2 separate regions of the Urocitellus parryii genome follow, and region 1 is linked to region 2. A link is a contact called in public Hi-C data. All regions are on one chromosome and are shown on one strand. Each heading gives the region's core, a stretch centred on a gene start, on an enhancer-like site or on the middle of the called end of the contact. The rest is flanking DNA. Distances are from core to core; before and after follow the strand shown. Region 1 holds the start of Hps6 (HPS6 biogenesis of lysosomal organelles complex 2 subunit 3). Region 2 holds the start of Kcnip2 (potassium voltage-gated channel interacting protein 2).

Region 1 (4,400 bases), core at 881-3,380, 200 kb after region 2:
ACAGATCAAAATGTTATTGGGGAATGGAAAGAGGAGTGCTAACGTTTAATGTGGTGGCACACACCTGTAATCGCAGTAACTCAGGAGGCTGAGGCAGGAGGATAAAGGATTCAAAACCAGCCTCAGCAAAAGTGAGGTGCTAAGCAACACAGTGAGACCCTGTCTCTAAATAAAATACAAAGTAGGGCTGGGGACGTGGTTCAGTGGTCAAGTACCCCTGAATTCAATCCCTGGTACAAAAAAAAAAAAAAAAAAAAGATAGTGCAATATAAAAAAAGGAAGAAACCTAGAGGTAAAAGATGTGCAGTGGAACCCACAGGAGAAACTTTCAATAAGGAGGTTGTCAAGCAGGGCACACTGGCACAAGCCTGTAGACCCAGCAACTGGGGAGGCTGAGACAGGAGGATTGTAAGTCCTAGGCCAGCCTGGGCAAGACTTTGTCTCAAAAGGTGGGTTTGGGAATGTAACTCAGTAGAGTGTTCCTGGGTTCAATCCCCAATACTGAAAAAAATATATAAGAATTTTTTTTTTTAATATTTATTTATTTTTTTCTTAGTTCTCAGCGGACACAACATCATTGTTTGTATGTGGTGCTGAGGATCGAACCCGGGCCGCACGCACTCCAGGCGAGCGCGCTACATCCCCAGCCACATCCCCAGCCCCCCCCCAAAAAATATATAAGAATTTAAAAATCTGGGGGCTGGGGATGTGGCTCAAGCGGTAGCGCGCTCGCCTGGCATGCGTGCGGCCCGGGTTCGATCCTCAGCACCACATACCAACAAAGATGTTGTGTCTGCCGAGAACTAAAAAATAAATATTAAAAAAATTCTTTAAAAAAAAAAAAAGAATTTAAAAATCTAAATTTGTAGGTGTTGCTGAAGAGATGACAAAAAGACTCTGCCTCTAAATGTTGTTGTTGTTGTTGTTTTCTTAGCAAACTCCTGGTTTTGAGTGATAGAGTAAAATGGCTTGGCACACTGACTCTGGAGCCAGAATGCCTGTGGTTGAAATCCCACCTCCACTGCTTAATACCTGTGTAATTTTTTTTTGGGGGAGGGGTTGGGTAGCTAGGGATTGAACCCAGGGCCTTGTGCATATGAAACAAGCACTCTACTAACTAAGCTATATCCCCAGCCTAATACCTATATAATCTTAATCAAAGTTACTTAACCTCTGTGCTTCATTTGATTTTTTTTTTAATTTTTTAATATTTATTTATTTTTTTTAGTTATTGGCGGACACAATATCTTTGTTTGTATGTGGTGCTGAGGATCGAACCCGGGCCGCACGCATGCCAGGCGAGCGCACTACCGCTTGAGCCACATCCCCAGCCCCTGTGCTTCATTTTCCTTATCTGCAAAAACCAGGGATGGGAGCAGGTCTGTCCCATGATGTCTACTATGGAAACATTTAACTATTATTATTTTCCACTAGATTATCAATCTCCATGAGGTTGAAGTTTTTTGTTTGGTACCAGGGATTGAACCCAGAGGCACTTAGCCATTTAGCCATATCCCCAGCCCTTTTTATTTTTCATTTTGAGATAGGGTCTCACTAAGTTGCTTAGGGCCTCACTAAATTGCTCAGGCTGGCTTTGAACTTGTGATCCTCCTGCCTTAGCCTCCTGAGCCGCTGAGGATTACAGGTGAGGTTGAAGTTTTTCTATTTTGTTCAGGGTCTACTACTCAAAGCCTGCCATAAATTAGGTGCTCAATAAAACTTTCAAAAATAAATGAGTAGTTGGGGATGTAGCTCAGTGATATAGAGTGCTTGCCCAGACTCTGTGAGGCTGTGGGCTCAATGCCTAGTACCGGGAAGAGAGAGAGAGAGAGAGAGAGAGAGAGAGAATATGAATGAATATAAATGAGTAAACTGGACTCAAAGAACGAAGCTTAGAAAAGAAAAGCCTTAGGAGATGGACGCTTTTAGGGGCTCAGTGGAGCCCAAATCAGGACTAGACTGAGCTACACTGCGGCTAGGGGAAGCTGGCCTGAGAAGTCAGAGGTTGAAACCTTTGGGAGCTGCGGAGGCTCCTCCCCCTGCGGGCGGGTCGCGCCAGCCGGGCGTGCACTAGAGCCAAGCCGAAGCTCCCCTAGCGGGGCGGGGTGGAGTCTACACTCAGGCCTGTCCTCGGCCCACCTCATCCACGCGGGACGGAAGTCTCAGTGCGGCTCTCGACTTCCCGGAGGACCGCGCACCGAGAGCCGGGCCTCGCTCCACCGGGTGGCCGGGCCTAACGTGCTACGGCGCGGGCGGCACGATGAAGCGTGCGGGGACTCTGCGCCTGCTCTTGGACCTTAGCAACTTCAGCGGCGCGGCCCGGCTCCGGGAGTTGCTAGCTGGGGACCCAGCTGTCCGAGTCCGCTGCAGCCCAGACGGCCGCCACCTGCTGCTGCTGCGACCCCCGGGGGCGCCAACCCCGCAACTGCTGGTCGCCGTACGCGGATCCGGGGCTGAACTGGAGCGGGCCTGGCCTGAGGACCACCCTTCACCGCTAGACGCCTTCTTCCTGCCTTGGCCAGCGCGACCGGCGCTGGTTCTCGTGTGGGAAAGTGGCATAACCGAGGTGTGGGGAGCGGGGATGGAGCTTGGCTGGCGACTGCTGCAGAGCACCGAGCTCTGTCCAGGCGGTGAGGCCCGCGTGGTGGCCGTGGCGGCTGTCCGAGGCCGCCTGGTGTGGTGCGAGGAGCTTCAGTCTGGCACTGAGGACCCGGTAGAGCGGCCTGCAGTCGCTTTCAACTATCGCGTGTGCGTCAGGACCCTGGAGCCCAGCGGGGAGGCAGGCACAAACCTGGGCCGCACTCGCGTCCTGCTGCACCACTGCCCTCCTTTTGGCCTGCTGGCCTCCCGCAAGGATCTCTTCCTAGTGCCCACTGCCACCACCTGGCCTGGTGTAGCCCACATTCTGCTCATCTGGAGCCCAAGCAAGGGCAAAGTGATAGTGTCTGCCCCATGCCTTGGCCTCTCCCACAGTAAAACCCTGAATCCCAGACAAGGGGACACCTGGGACTTCAGGACCCTGCTCCGGGGCCTTCCTGGGTTGCTGTCCCCCAGAAAGCCATTGGCTGTACATACCTGGGCCCCAGCTCCTCAGGGTCTTCTGTTGCTTGATTTCGCGGGCACTGTGAGCTTAGTGCAGTCCCACGGTGGTACTCGTGCTGTGGGCACCTTGCAGGAGGCACCTGTAGGCCCCGAGGGGTCTGCAGCCCTGGGAATATTCCATGGCACTCTGGCCTGTGTGCTGGGCAACACATTGGAACTGCTGGACATGAGCAGTGGGCGGCTGCTGGAAAGGAAGGTTCTAAGTACAGACAGAGTATATTTGCTGGAACCTCCAGCCCCTGGCATGAAGGATGAGGAAGAGATGGATATTGGAGGAGGTCTTCGCATGCTTTCAGCCTTGGGTCTGTTTTGTGTAGGTTGGGAAGCCCCCCAGGGCCTTGAGCTGCCTTCAGCCAAGGACCTGGTATTTGAGGAGGCCTGTATATACTACCAGCGGCGGAGCCTACGGGGTGCCCAGCTCACCCCAGAGGAACTGAGACAGGACAGTACCTTCCGAGCACCTCAAGCCTTGGCCTCCATCCTCCAAGGCCACCTGCCACCATCTACACTGTTGACTACACTGAGGGCCGAGCTTAGGGATTACAGGGGTTTAGAGCAGCTCAAGACCCAGCTGGTGGCTGGGGATGATGAGGAGGCTGGCTGGACTGAGTTGGCAGAGCACGAAGTAGCACGCCTGCTGAGGACTGAGTTAACAGGAGACCAGCTGGTCCAGCTCAACACCATTTTCCAAGCCCTTCCTACAGCAGCCTGGGGTGCCACTCTTCGGGCCCTGCAGCTCCAGCCAGATGGAAATGGCAGGCTGAGGTCCCAAGCTCCCCCTGATGTGTGGAAGAAGGTGCTAGGGGATACAACAGCTGGAAAGGAAACACCCAATGGGATACTGCCCCCCTTTGAACTCCTTTGCCAATGCCTTTGCCAGCTGGAGCCACGATGGCTACCCCCGTTTGTGGAACTGGCACAGCAGCAGGGTGGGCCAGGGTGGGGGGCTGGAGGCCCTGGGCTGCCTTTGTATCGCCGAGCCCTGGCAGTGATAGGTGAGGAGGGGAGCAGGCCTGAGACACTGGAGCTGGAGCTGCTTTTGGGCAGTGGGCGGCCCAAAGCTGTGCTGCAAGCTGTGAGTCAGCTGGTGCAAAAGGAGCAATGGGAGCGGGCTCTGGAGGCTGGCCTGGCCCTTGGCCCCTCCAGCCCCTTGCTTCGAAGTGAGATCTTCAAACTGCTTCTAGCCCAGTTTGCCCAGCACCGCCAGCTCGATGCTCACCTCCCCCTCCTTTGCCGCCTGTGCCCACCAGAACTAGCTCCAGATGAGCTCCTACTTCTACTGCAGACACATCTCCCAG
Region 2 (4,310 bases), core at 1,570-4,069:
TTTATTTCTCTTGGGAGGCTGGCAAGTAGGCAGTCAGGAAGTTGTCCTACCCCCTTTTTGGCAGTCTGGGATTTAAACCTGGGGGCACTTTACCACCTAGCTACGTCCCCAGCCCTGTCTGCCTTTTAACTATTGAGACAGGGTCCTGCTGAGTTGCCAAGACTGGCCTCAAATCAGTGATTCTCCTGCTTCACCTCCTGAGCAGCTGGGATTACAGGCATGAACCACCATGCCTAACTAGTATTCCTACTGTACAGGTGAGAAAAGTGAGGGCCAGAGAGCGAAAGTCACATAGTACATTTCCATTCCTGACAGACTGTTATGGTTTGGATATGAGGTATCCCCCCCAGACTCCTCTTAATGCAGGAATTTTCAGAGGTGAAATGATTAAATTATATGAGGACTGTAACCTACTCAGTCCATGCTAGTTTGAATGGACTGACTACTGGGGCATGCCTGAAGATGAGTGACTGGGGGTGTCCCCTGAAAGGGCACATCTTGTCTGCAGCCCTTTCCCCCTCTCTGCTTCCTCGCCCTACCATAAACTGATCTATTTTCCTCAGCTGGGCTCTTCCCTCCATGATGTGCTGCTAACCTTAAGCCCAGAGGAATGGAGTCAGCTGTTTATGGACTGAGACCTCTGAAACTGTGAGCCCTAAATAAACTTTTCCTCCCTGAGTTGTTTTTGTCAGGTGTTTTGGTCACAGCTATGCAAAAGCTGACTAACACTGAGCTAACTAAGGCAGTGAACCTTCAAATCCAAGTGCTTCCCCACCTCCACCCCACCTCCACCCAAAGTGGAAAATCAAGGCATGAAACAAACCCTAATGTCAATGAGGGTCTTGAGCCATTACAATTCTCAAAGATCCTGAACTGGCAGTGGAAACTGAGTTCATAATAAAACTGGATAGCTGAACTTTCAGAGCCATCCAAATCTGAAGCACATCTGGGAGAGGCACATGTGTCATTGTCCGACTCTAGGGCCTAAGTGAAGGATGCCCCTTCTGTGATGTTTTGATATTACAACTAGGTCCTCCCCAGGGACAAAGAGCAGAGGAGACACTTATCCTTAAGGTATTACATCCTAGTTCCCTCCCTCCTATTCAAAGGTCTTAATCTGAGCTCATAAGGAAGGACAAAGATCATGGCTTCCCCCTAATTCCCTGCTCAGAAGGAACAGCCTCCCTCCTCCCATTCTCAGTTGGAGTTCTTAAACAGGCTGCACAATGAGAGAAACACACATATATGGAAACGTACACAAGGTGACACAGTCACCTACACAAGCACATGGATCTACCTACCAAACATAGGAATGCATACAAGCCCAGATGTCCTGGTCTCACATTACTCCCCAAAATGAGAAAGAGAAGTCTGGGCAGCAGAATGGTTTTGACGGATGTAAGAGGGGACATGTAGCACTTCCCAGGCCTAGAGTTTCTATCCCTGGTTCTGGAAGGAGGCAAGAGGATGTGTTTTCTCTGGGGTTCTGGTGAATTTCTCAAAGGGCTGTTGGGGATTATGGGATTTTCATTTGTAAGAGTGATCTGAGTAATGGCGGGAGGGGGCTGATCCAGCACTAACCAAAGCCTCCCTATAGATGCCAGGTGCTAGAAACATAGGGTACACCTGGGTGTGAGTGTGGGCAGCTGCACACTAGAATCTCTCCTTGGGTCCACCTGGGCTATTTGCAGGAAACTTGGGGAAGCAGTGAGGTGCACTAAAGACTCCCTTCTGCTACAGGAAGCCAGAGAGGCAGCAGGATAAGGAACGGCATGGACATTCAGAGAGCTCCACAGCAGCCATCACACATGAAAGTACACAATCAGCACCAAATTTTAAAATAATCCACATAATCTCACAATCACAAAATATACAACAACCCACTTTAACAACTGTTCATTCCAGGAGGTTCACAGTCCATAGTCTTATAAAGAGACATACCACGGTAAATGAAGCCCTAATACATTCTGGTTGTCACATGTCACCTCACACAGAATCATACACTCAAAGCCTGTAGTTGCACATACAACAAAGACACATGGTCAAAACAAATTAAGTACAACCAGGGTCCCACATAGCCTCATTCAAACATCAGACAAGATCATAAATTGCACTGCCACATGCACTCACACTCACCCTGGTTGTCACCAAGCCCAAGGCACATGGCAACCAGCTGTGGGAGGTACACACACATACATAAAGCAGACACACATAGGAATGATAAGCGCTCACTCACGTAACACCTCCCACTCCAGACACACTCCCAGCCCTGTGTCACACACGCCCACACCTGCTGCCTCTCCACACCTGCCCCACTTGCCCCTCCACCCCTATGGAACTCAAGGCTTTGAACCCCACTATCCAGTTGCCTAGACCAGCTGGGAGAGTGCCTGGGAATGGGATAGAGAGCAGGTATGGAGCAAGTCAGGGTAGGAGAGGTGGAAGGATCTGGGGGGATGGAATCCACCCTCCCTCCCGTGACCCCTGCGCCACTGACTCACCCGTGAGCTGGTCGTAAGAGCCGTCCAGATCGCGGGAATCGGACAAACTCTCCTTGCGGCCCTGGCCCCGCATGGCCCCCGGCGCCCCACTCCCGCTTGGGCTGTGGGAGGGGGCGCCGGGTGGCCGGGATAGGGCGCTCACACGGCGCCCCCTGGCGGCCTAGGGCACCGTTGGGGCTGGGGACCGGGAGAGCCAAAGGTTGGGGGGCTAGTCTGGGGACCAGAGGGTTTCTAGGCCCAAACTAGGGGGTCCCGGGGCAGGAGCAGGAGGCTTGGGCGGCAAATGAGCGCAGAGCCAGAGGCAGAGTGGAGCTGAGCTCTGAACAGGAGCGATCCGCCTCTCTCCTCCCGCCCCCTCCCCGCGGCTGTCATTGCCGCCTCCCCTCTTTGGCGCTGCTGGGATTGGCTCCCCCTACCTCCGCCCCCCACCCTCTTCAGCTCGGAGGCGGCTCCGGTGAAAGGGTGAACTGCAAAGTGCAGGGAGGGAGACCATCTCCCAGCAACACCACCTCTCAACCTCAAGCCACCGATGTTGGGGTGCAAGAGAGCGGGGCCAGAGAGCCCACTGTGAGGAAACCTTGCCCACAATTTTCAGACACCCTCTTCCCCTACCATCAGCACTGTCTGGTGGAGTCAGAGCCTGGGTTATGCCTCTGGGTTCTCCACGTCAGCCCCTATTTTGTTTGTTCCTCCTGCCAGTTCCAGCCAGTCCCCCGTCTCCACCCTGCTTCTCTCTGCTTCAAGTGGGAAGAGAATGCAGAGAAAAGTCCACCCGTTCTCGGATACAGGCGCTGTGGACAATTTTTTGTTGCCTCAAGTTCCAGCAGGATGCCACTCTCACTTAGGGCCCCCTGTCTGGATATCATCCATTCCCAGTGGGCCTTCTTCCCTGATCTAATAATGACCCCCTCGGCCCAAGAAGATAAGAAAAACAGTGAACCAGGTCAGTTTCTCAAGACTTCCTTGCTCTTTTGTTTTTTTTCCTTTCAACTTTTCTGCCCTTCTCTTTTGTCATCTACCCTATCTTAGATTCCTTGTTTTCCAGCAGATTTAGGGAGGTAGTGAAGGGTTTGGGGATCTGGGTGAGGACAGAGTGGACAAGTAATGCCCCTTTATGAAGCCCTCTCCACTTAAGATTAGCTCCTTTTCTGAAAGCAGGGACAGCACAGAGCTGGGCTCCCTTAGTCTCAATGTGTCTGAATTGCCCCCAGGATACTTCCTGGGCTCCTAGCCAAGAACACAGTCTCTGCCCCCAAACCCTGCCATAAGAATGGGTGGATGGTGTTTGGTGGGTCTTGAGAAGTGGCCTGCTGAGAACAAAAGCTTCAGCTAAAGTGACCTCAGCACATTTAATCTCTTCAACAGGATTTAATTTCCAACCACTTGTTTCAATCAACCCAGCAGGAATTGTCTTTTGGGAGCAATACCCTGCTCCTGGCTCTCTTCTGACTCTGCAGAAGCCTCCAAATACCTGGCACAGAGGCTGGGCATGGGCAACTCTTTTTGAGGTTGATTTCTGGGAGAGAATGGGAACTCCTGTTTGGAGTTCTTGGAATAGGTGTATGTGAAGAAACAAGGTCAAGAGATGGACTGTATCAAGGGAAGGCAAGGAGTCCTCTGCTTAGTGACCCATGTCCTAGACCTGCCTTTCTTCACTTTATACAAAATGCTGGCAGGAATCCAGAAGGAGCCCAAAGGACTTGCTGACCTCAACACCATGAAGTTTGGAGATAAGGGAATTGTATTCTGCCTTCTTCCATCCAGAAAGCAAGGGAGGCTACAAGTGTCTGAGCTCAACTGTCCTCTACT

What was found. A called contact is a pair of places that touch in the nucleus more often than the background predicts.
Region 1: a contact with region 2 is called in a Hi-C map of liver, with 4 times the contacts expected there. The contact joins the promoter of Hps6 here to the promoter of Kcnip2 in region 2. A contact is called at or near these places in 2 of 2 Hi-C or Micro-C datasets (liver and muscle).

Annotation. Positions count from the first base shown.
Region 1 is chr5:185,848,721-185,853,120 of mUroPar1.hap1, forward strand. It overlaps Hps6 (HPS6 biogenesis of lysosomal organelles complex 2 subunit 3), which reads left to right and starts at 2,131. Exons shown (of 1, transcript XM_026407934.2): 1 at 2,131-4,400. The coding sequence starts at 2,261.
Region 2 is chr5:185,649,993-185,654,302 of mUroPar1.hap1, forward strand. It overlaps Kcnip2 (potassium voltage-gated channel interacting protein 2), which reads right to left and starts at 2,820. Exons shown (of 10, transcript XM_026407877.2): 1 at 2,502-2,820. The coding sequence starts at 2,574.